Linked DNA regions of Zea mays: all the other regions are linked to region 3. Evidence: chromatin contacts called from public Hi-C data. All regions are on one chromosome and are shown on one strand. The core of a region is the stretch at or near the end of the contact, and the rest is flanking DNA. Distances in the headings are between cores, read along the strand shown.

Region 1 (2,700 bases), core at 27-2,526, 680 kb before region 3:
ATTATGTATCAAGTTTTATAGTTTTAATAATAGTTAATAGTGGCTGTAATACTCCCTACCTAGTCTCAGTAATAGCTAGCAGTAGTGATCTGAATAATTGTGTTTCAAGTTTTATAGTCTCAGTAATAGTTAGCCATGACAGTAACACTTGCTACCTAGTCTTATAAAATATTTCTACTGTGGTAGTAATACTCACTACTTACTCTCAGTAATAGTTAATATTATTCCAAATAATTATGCATTAAGTTTTTATAGTCTCAGTAATAGTTAGTAGTGGCAGTAATACTCACTACCTACTCTCAGTAATAGTTAGTAGTGGTGCTCTGACTAATTATATATCTAGTTTTATAGTCTCAATAATAGTTAGCAGTGTAGTAATACTTACTACCTAGTCTTAGTAATATTTTAGTAGTGACAGTAATACTCACTACCTACTCTCAATATTAGTTAGTAGTGGTATTTTGAACAGCTATGCATCAAGTTTCATAGTATGAGTAATAGTCAGTAGTGGCAGTAATTGTATTTTTTCAGTTTTTCACGATTGCTTTTTTCATAGTGTGTTTTTATACAAGCTTTTCTTATATTGTTTATTTCGTGCAAATTAATAGTTTAGGGATGTTGAGAAGACAATATACTCTACCAGCCGTGATCCTGGGCTTATTGATGTTAGGGCACCACAACCTGCTATTGTATGTGTTGCGCGTGGTGTTTTGACCAGATTTATTAGAGGAACTCGTGGTAAAATTTGTCGAAAGGCTGCTACAAATAGGGGCATGAGACCAACAACGACTACAGATAGAAGGCAACCGTCTAGATTATCTGATACAGACCGAGCCAAAAATACCACTCACCTAGGTCGGAGGCACAAACGCCACCTCCACAAGAAGTAGATCAGTCGCCACCCCCAGAAGGTTGCGAACCACTGAAGGATGCACAAACCTCCAGCAATATGACAGTGCTCCTGCATCACTAGAGGAGGAAGCTCAAACGGAACAGGCTACCACAGGTGAACCTATTGAATTTGTTGTAGCAGAGCCACTACCAGAACACGTCGTACAGACAGGAGGAGGCATTGATGTCCAACAACATGAAAGTGTATAGGCACCAACAAAGGAGGGACCTCCCATGGATCAGGGTACCATAGATGTTTTTGTTGAGTTGACTGAACCCGCCATGAATCGAGAGACCGATGGTAGTGCACAATGATTGGTGCAAGTAGAGAAGGCACCAGCATAAGTGGGCACACTAGATGCCTACTCAGCTGGAGCACACACACCTCATGCAGAGGTAGGACAAACAGATGTTGCTCAATCACCAGCAGACTTAGGGCACGTAACAGATACAAAGGAGCAAGAAACAAATGGGTGTCAGACAACAACAGAGGTAATAGTCACTCAGTAATAGTCAGAAATAACATGGTAATAGTTACTAAGTAGATGATATGGATCATCAGTAATAGTCATTCAGTAATATTGCACTCACCACATCTAAATAGAAACTTTATATAGAGAGAGGGGATATTGGGAGCCCTAGGCTTCCAATAGGTATCAAGAAGCCCGGGTCAGCCAGTCTCCCGTACCAGGCCGACCGCCCATGCCACCCTCCTTATGCTAGCCCGACCGCCCGTGCCCCCACGTCCATGATAGGTGTGGTCTCGACGTCACCCACGCGCACGATCTGGACGTGCATGCACGCAATTAGTGGGTGTTTTTTACGTAGGTTGCAACTGACTGCATGCGTGGGATTTATAAGGAATTATGTCCTCCGGTCCAACACCCACCCCCGCGTGGGACGCACGACAAAAATTGTGTTATGTTTTTTGCCCAAATAGTGTAAATAGTTCACAAAAATATCGTAAATATTTCATAGAGATAGCATAAATCCCCGCCCAGCCACTGAACCACGTCCACGCGCGCAGATGCATACATGCAAATCCTATTTTTATGGTAGATCCGATAATTATGGGAGCTTGTGGGAGTTTCCATTGCATGTGCGCAAATTTTGGATGACATTTTCGTTTCCACTGCATTCGCGCAAAAATTGGATGGCTCCATAAATATATGATCGCTTCTACAGCTATGCAGCTAAGCTCATTAGAACTAGTTTATGACATATACTTATACTAATTATGCTACATGGTGTATGTATATATGCAATTCGGTACACTGGGTAAAAATTTCTTTCCTGCTGCATGCACATAAATTTAGGATGGCCGAATTGTGCGATGAAAGAAAATAGATTGTCATGCATGGAAAAAGGATCTTATTTAAATGCTTTATTTTCTTCATAAATATAGGATCGCTTAAACAAGCATGCAATTAGGTTCGTTAGAACCAGTTTATTATATATATATTAATACTATTTATGCTACACGGTGTAGATATTTAAGCAATGTGGTACACTACGTAAAAATCTGGCATATGGTTCACTGTTGGACGCATCTCCATCTTCGAGCGTAAAACCTTCAATTTTAAGCGTAAAAACGTGAAGTTATGAGCGTAAAATACTGATCCAACCTGAAAGTTGTTGCAAACCTCTTGATGTTGGCATAGATATGAATACAAACTGACATAAAAATATGTATGCGATTGTATGTCGTCCCTCCATCAGGAACATGCATTCTGGCGGGTCCCCACCAAATGCATGCTTGCGGGCCTATTTTTGGCATATCTAAACAATATGACAACAACTTGACACATG
Region 2 (2,700 bases), core at 198-2,697, 700 kb after region 3:
GCCGAGGCTAGGGTCGGGGCTCGGATGCGTGCTCGAGCCCATCCTGTGGGCAAGATGTCTGAGTCATACTGGTTGAAATAACGACTAGTATGACGAAAAGTGCCTGGTAATCCGGCTCGTGTGTCATGTGAAATGGTTTAAAGCATACTTGACACCATCCTTATGGTTTCTGTAGCCAGCGGTTTTTGCGGGAGGATTGACGGCGTCGTATGTTCTTCTGTTGATGCTTGCTGGCCGAGGGCATACTCGGGCGAGATGGAGACTTCTCCTGAGACCGAGGTCGGGTCTGCACATGGGCACGTAGCCATGCTGGGAGTGGTCACAACAATAGTCGGAGTGGCCTCATGTGGGATTCGCGGGGAGTTGGTGGCATTTAATGTGCCACTGCCAGGACAGTTGGCCGAGACTGAGCTTGGGCGAGGCGGAGTTTCCTATCGAGGCCGACTTCGAGCGAGGTTGAGACTGTTTCTAGTCGTCGTATGTCTTATCCGGAGTTTTTGAAAATAGTGACCGGAGCGTGGGAACAATGCGCGGTATTCGCGACGTGCGTCATCGTGGGCGGTGAAAGTAGATTTGGCTGCAGTTTCGTCGTCCTTCGTTGATTGCAGCGTCATTGGCGGAGCAGGTATTTGTATCAGTCACATTTAATGTGCATGCTTTGTGGTCCTGAGATCTTTGGCCGAGGCCGGGCTCGAGGCTTATGATTCTCTGGTACTCAGGTGTGAGGTATGCTTTAGGGACATAATCTGGGTACCCCTAATTATGATATCCGACAACAAGTTTCTCCCCCATAAGAGAATAATTTTCACAATAAGAGGACATCTCTTTGATATCAAGAGGGTTTTGAATCAAAAGACAAGTTTAAATCTCAAAAATATTTTTAAAACTCAAATGGTGGTTGATCTAGTTGCTTTAGCCTCTAATTTTTCTCCCCCTTTGGTATTAAGCACCAAATAGAGAAACTAAGGTCTAACCCCGTTGCCTCACAAAAAAGCAAATCAAAGCAAGTAGCAATGAGAACCCAAGGGAATCTGAAACAAGGAACCTTGATGTCGTTTATGGAGTGGAAGCATCTTCCTTTGTCCAAATTCATATTTTCCCTTCTAATTCACCTTTGAGACTAAACATGATGAACTCAAGCAAATTATTAGTCTCAAAAGGGTCAAGTTGCAGCATATTCTCTCTCTAAAAATGTATATCATTAAGACTTGTGAAGTTTGGGAATGACATTATACAACTTGAACACAAAAATAAGCAAGAATATGAAAATAAAGAAAAAACAACATGATCAAAGTCATGGATCAACGAAACTCTGGTCAGAGGAAGACACGCTGCCACCACTGACAGGCACCTGTTGCCCCACCACCTTGTCAACAGGGGAGCTACCACACCCTGGCACCCACCGAGTGGCAGGGATGAAACCTCCACCGGACGGTAAACACTCATTTCTGTCAAGTCGTGAATGCCGATAATATTCTGAAATTTCAAATATTTTTAAATATATAAATGAAAAAGCTACCCTATTTCATGAGTTCATTGGGCCATCTACGTACTCTAAAGGCCCATAATTGTAATCCTCAGCTTGGCGATTCGTGCAAACCCGTCATCATCTCACGATCGAAATGCGGGAAGGCACCGAGGTCAACAAGGTCATTTAGCATACGCCCGTACATAATCCTGCTCTTCTCGCCAATCACAAAAACCCTAAGCGCCACCGGACAATTCGTTGCTCGCGATCCTCGCTTCGGTAACTCTCCGGCACTCCGCTCGATCTGTTCCTACTAGATGTGTTGTTCGTCTTCACCGTCAATCCACCTCCCCCTTACTCTGAGTCGCCTTTTGTTTGCAGGGATCCGGAAGAGATGGCCAAGTCGAAGAACCACACGGCGCACAACCAGTCGTACAAGGCGCACAAGAACGGCATCAAGAAGCCCAAGCGCCACCGGCAGACCTCCACCAAGGGGGTAAGATGATTTACTTGATGTCCCTCTTCCGTCGTCCCGTTCGGTTGATTGTGCAGATGCGTCAGAGTGGTCATTGGTTGATACCGGAATCATGTAGCTGCCGACTTCATTGGTTGTTCCGGATAGGTGAAATCTATCTTAGGTTGTGAAGTTAGTTCCTGGATGCGAAATTTTTGTATGGTCTGTTCTAGTCGCTGAACTTGGTTCCTACATGCTAATTGTTTTTGCCTGGTTTTCTAGTGCCGTACTAGTAGTGGCTCATGCTCGCGGTACTAGCAAATCCTGTTAGCTAGGATGAAAGATATCTAAGCCATTTGTGAAAGTCTCTTGCGGTAGTGTGGTAATGGGACGTCCTGGTTTTATAAACCTATTGTAACTAGTTATCAAAAGGATTTGGTGCATAGCCTTTTTTTTTATATCCAAGGCCACTTAATTTTCTCTCAAGTCTTGAAGGGTTGTGAGCTTGTCATTACCCTGCTGGAATTTGTTTCTACTTGTGATTTGAAAACACATTTAGTCCCCGTTTGCTGCTGCGGTGTGTATGAATTCTTGCAGCTGTTATTTTTCTTGTCTTTGTACAGATGATATTCATAATGTTTTTGTTCATGTTGGTCCAGTTGATCAGTCTATTATTTTACTAGAGTTACATGGAGTTTACATTGAAGTTGAACTTAATCTTAATATCAAGCGTTCTCCTGCTGAGGTTTAGGCTGTTGCTATGATGAGACGTAATACC
Region 3 (2,700 bases), core at 132-2,631:
CAGTTCTGTTATTTTAGCTTCGGCTTCTGCTAGTAAACCTTCAGTTGTTTGGAGTTCGAACTTTTTTTCTCAAAAGCAGTTGTTTGATCTTTTATTTTGTTTTCTAAGTTTTCAATTATAACCTCGTGCTTTTTGTCTTCTAAATCCTGTTGCATCCTCAAAGCTTTGCTCAATAGCATACTCTGTACACGAATGTTGGGGCGAAGGCAAAGACGCCACCCTTCGCTCGATGCCTTCGCCGTAATCGCTGGACCAACGGAGACAAGACAACGGGCAGGCTCACCCTTCGTCCCATACGTCACCGGACGAAGACCTGTGACAAGGTCGTCTCATCTTGCGACCTCGTCCAGCATGGAGGCCCACGTGTGATCCGGCCCATTGTAACAGGCCCTGCATGGCCGCTGCGCATTACGGGTCTAATTTGTAAAGGCATCTCTGTAATTACGGTCTGTAACCCCGCTTTATGGGAATATTCCGGGGATAACCTAGGTGTCTGAGGGCACATACGTCCTTAACACAGGACGCTGGGCACTCAGATACCTATAAATACCTCCACACAGTGCCCTTGAGAGGCTAGATTAACAGAGCTTTTGCCATCTCGTGCGAGAACCCTGTTTATATCACTACACACCCCCGTTGGATCCCCTTGCACGAGATAGCAAGTGATTTGGAGAGATCAATTGGAGAGGAAATCTCTGAGGGCTGATTTAAGGCTTGTTCGGTTCTACCCCAATCCATATGGATTGAGGGGGATTAAGGGGGTTTTAATCCCTAGTAAGTCAAAATCTTCTCCAATCCATATCAATCCCCTCCAATCCATATGGATTGAAAATAACCGAACAAGCCCTTAGTGGTAAGGGATCCCAAGGGGATTCATGGGAGAAAAATCCCCTTGCAATTCAATTTTGAATAACAAGGGGATTCCTCCCCATGGATCCCCTTGGGATCCCTTAGCATCAAATCAACCCTAAGGGTTTGTTCGGTTATTCCTATATCACATGGATTGAATATGATTAAAAAAATTAGTAGAGATTTTGACTTACTATGGATTGAAATTCATCCAATCCCCTTAAATCCAATGGATTAAGAGAAAACGAACATCACCTAATGTCTTGTTCGTTTCTGTCGGATTGCACCCGGAATCGTTCCAGCTAATCAAAGTTTATATAAATTAGAGAAGCAATCCGGTCAGGAATCGTTCCGACCCACCAATCCGACAGAAACGAACAAGGCCTAAAAGATTTCTTTTCTAATGGATCCCTTTAAATCTCGAGACACAAACCATCCCTTCAAGGATAAAAATGACATGAGTTCCCGTTTTGCTCCCGAGTTCTCTCTCACGTCCATCCCTCTCTCTCGTCTCGTTCTTTAGCAGGGCCGGCTGGAGCGCCCACTCCTCCCTCCAGCCCGGCCCCAGCCGCGCCGCCGCGCCGGTCGTAGACCCAACGCCCGCCGCCCAGCCCAGCGCGCCCTCCGGCCGTGAGGCGGAGAGGATCGGGCGGGCCTCGGGGCGAGCGCCACGCGTAGACGGCGGTTGAGGAGCCTGAGAAAACAACGGTCCTCCTTCAAGATCCTGGTGGGTCGCGCCCTGCGCCGCGAAATTCCCTGATGTCTATGCATGTTCATCTTAAAGATTCGATTTTGTTGACCCTTTTGATCCGACGCAGATCCCTACGCGCAGGCGTAGGAGATTGTATTCCGTCTGATTAATCGGCGGAGAGCAAGCGGGTGTTGCGGCTGCGCGAGCATGGCGGGCGAGGAGGCTGCGGAGGGCAGCGGAACCAGGAGGCACATGGATCTAAACCTGTATCTCGGCCTCCCTCCATTGCCGCGGCCTCCAGTCTGGCTGGACCCGACGTTGATGCCCAACTTGACCGGTGCTGCGCCAGAATCCTCAATAACTGGTGAGCCTGAGGAATCGTTGGCCCTGGGGGCGGCAGCCTATTCTCCGTCGAATGCACTTTCCACCCCGGAGGAGCACCCAATGCTTGATCCCATAGTTTATTCCTGGCTCGACGGCAACAGGACCGATGGTGAAGAGGACACTGATGCTCCTGAGCCGGGGCCAGTGGATGGTGCCAATGTCTCTAGGTCGCAGCTTGTGGTAGCTGCCACAGGATTGGAAGGGGATGATGATCTTCCTCTAGTAAGGTTTGTGCGCCCTAGCCAGATGGTTGTTGCTGGTGGAATGGAGACGGTGAACACAAGTATACTTCAGCAGTCCATTCAAAGGGCTGCTGCAATTGAGGCCAGGACTCCTGAACTCCGCTTTCAGAGGGTGATACAGATTAGCCAGCAGCATAGAATTGTGAGGCCAGCATCAGTGAACCGCAGTCAAGGGGCAGCTAGTACAGATGCGGATAGGCTTGTCTGGGCAATCCAGCGCACTCATAACTCTTTAGAAGCAACAAGGCGGCAAAAACTAGATGACAACAACTTGTGTGGAAACGGTTCTGCTAAGAAGGATGAGTCCTGTGACTGCAACTCCAGCTTTGAGTGCAATATCTGTCTTGACCCAGCTAAACAGCCTGTGGTTACACCCTGCGGTCACCTCTTCTGTTGGCCATGCTTGTACCAGTGGCTTCATGCACATTCACCCCACTCTGAGTGCCCTGTATGCAAGGGTGAGGTGCTAGAACTGAATGTCACTCCGATATATGGAAGAGGCGGTGAAGAAGGGAATTCCACCAACCCTGACTT

What was found. Hi-C and Micro-C count contacts between places; a contact is called where the count stands out from the background.
Region 1: a Hi-C map of ear shows a contact between it and region 3, with 5 times the contacts expected there. The contact joins the enhancer-like site here to the promoter of LOC100191719 in region 3. A contact is called at or near these places in 2 of 25 Hi-C or Micro-C datasets (ear and tassel).
Region 2: a Hi-C map of ear shows a contact between it and region 3, with 7 times the contacts expected there. The contact joins the promoter of LOC100282295 here to the promoter of LOC100191719 in region 3. A contact is called at or near these places in 2 of 25 Hi-C or Micro-C datasets (bundle sheath and ear).

The regions. Positions count from the first base shown.
Region 1 is chr8:36,106,240-36,108,939 of Zm-B73-REFERENCE-NAM-5.0, forward strand. No RefSeq gene overlaps it. Among protein-coding and RNA genes, the nearest start is that of LOC100285091, 150 kb to the left of the region's middle. Within about 2 kb of position 1,277, at least 2 of the 20 cell types and tissues checked have an H3K27ac peak or open chromatin away from gene starts, as enhancers often do. A contact at or near this core is called in ear, where this site is marked.
Region 2 is chr8:37,488,345-37,491,044 of Zm-B73-REFERENCE-NAM-5.0, forward strand. It overlaps LOC100282295, which reads left to right and starts at 1,448. Exons shown (of 3, transcript NM_001368947.1): 1 at 1,448-1,747; 2 at 1,850-1,964. The coding sequence starts at 1,507. LOC111590055 (small nucleolar RNA snoR128) reads left to right here and starts at 2,678; the gene lies at 2,678-2,700. It also overlaps a transcript of LOC100194015 not described here.
Region 3 is chr8:36,787,504-36,790,203 of Zm-B73-REFERENCE-NAM-5.0, forward strand. It overlaps LOC100191719 (putative RING/U-box superfamily protein), which reads left to right and starts at 1,382. Exons shown (of 1, transcript NM_001137148.1): 1 at 1,382-2,700. The coding sequence starts at 1,748.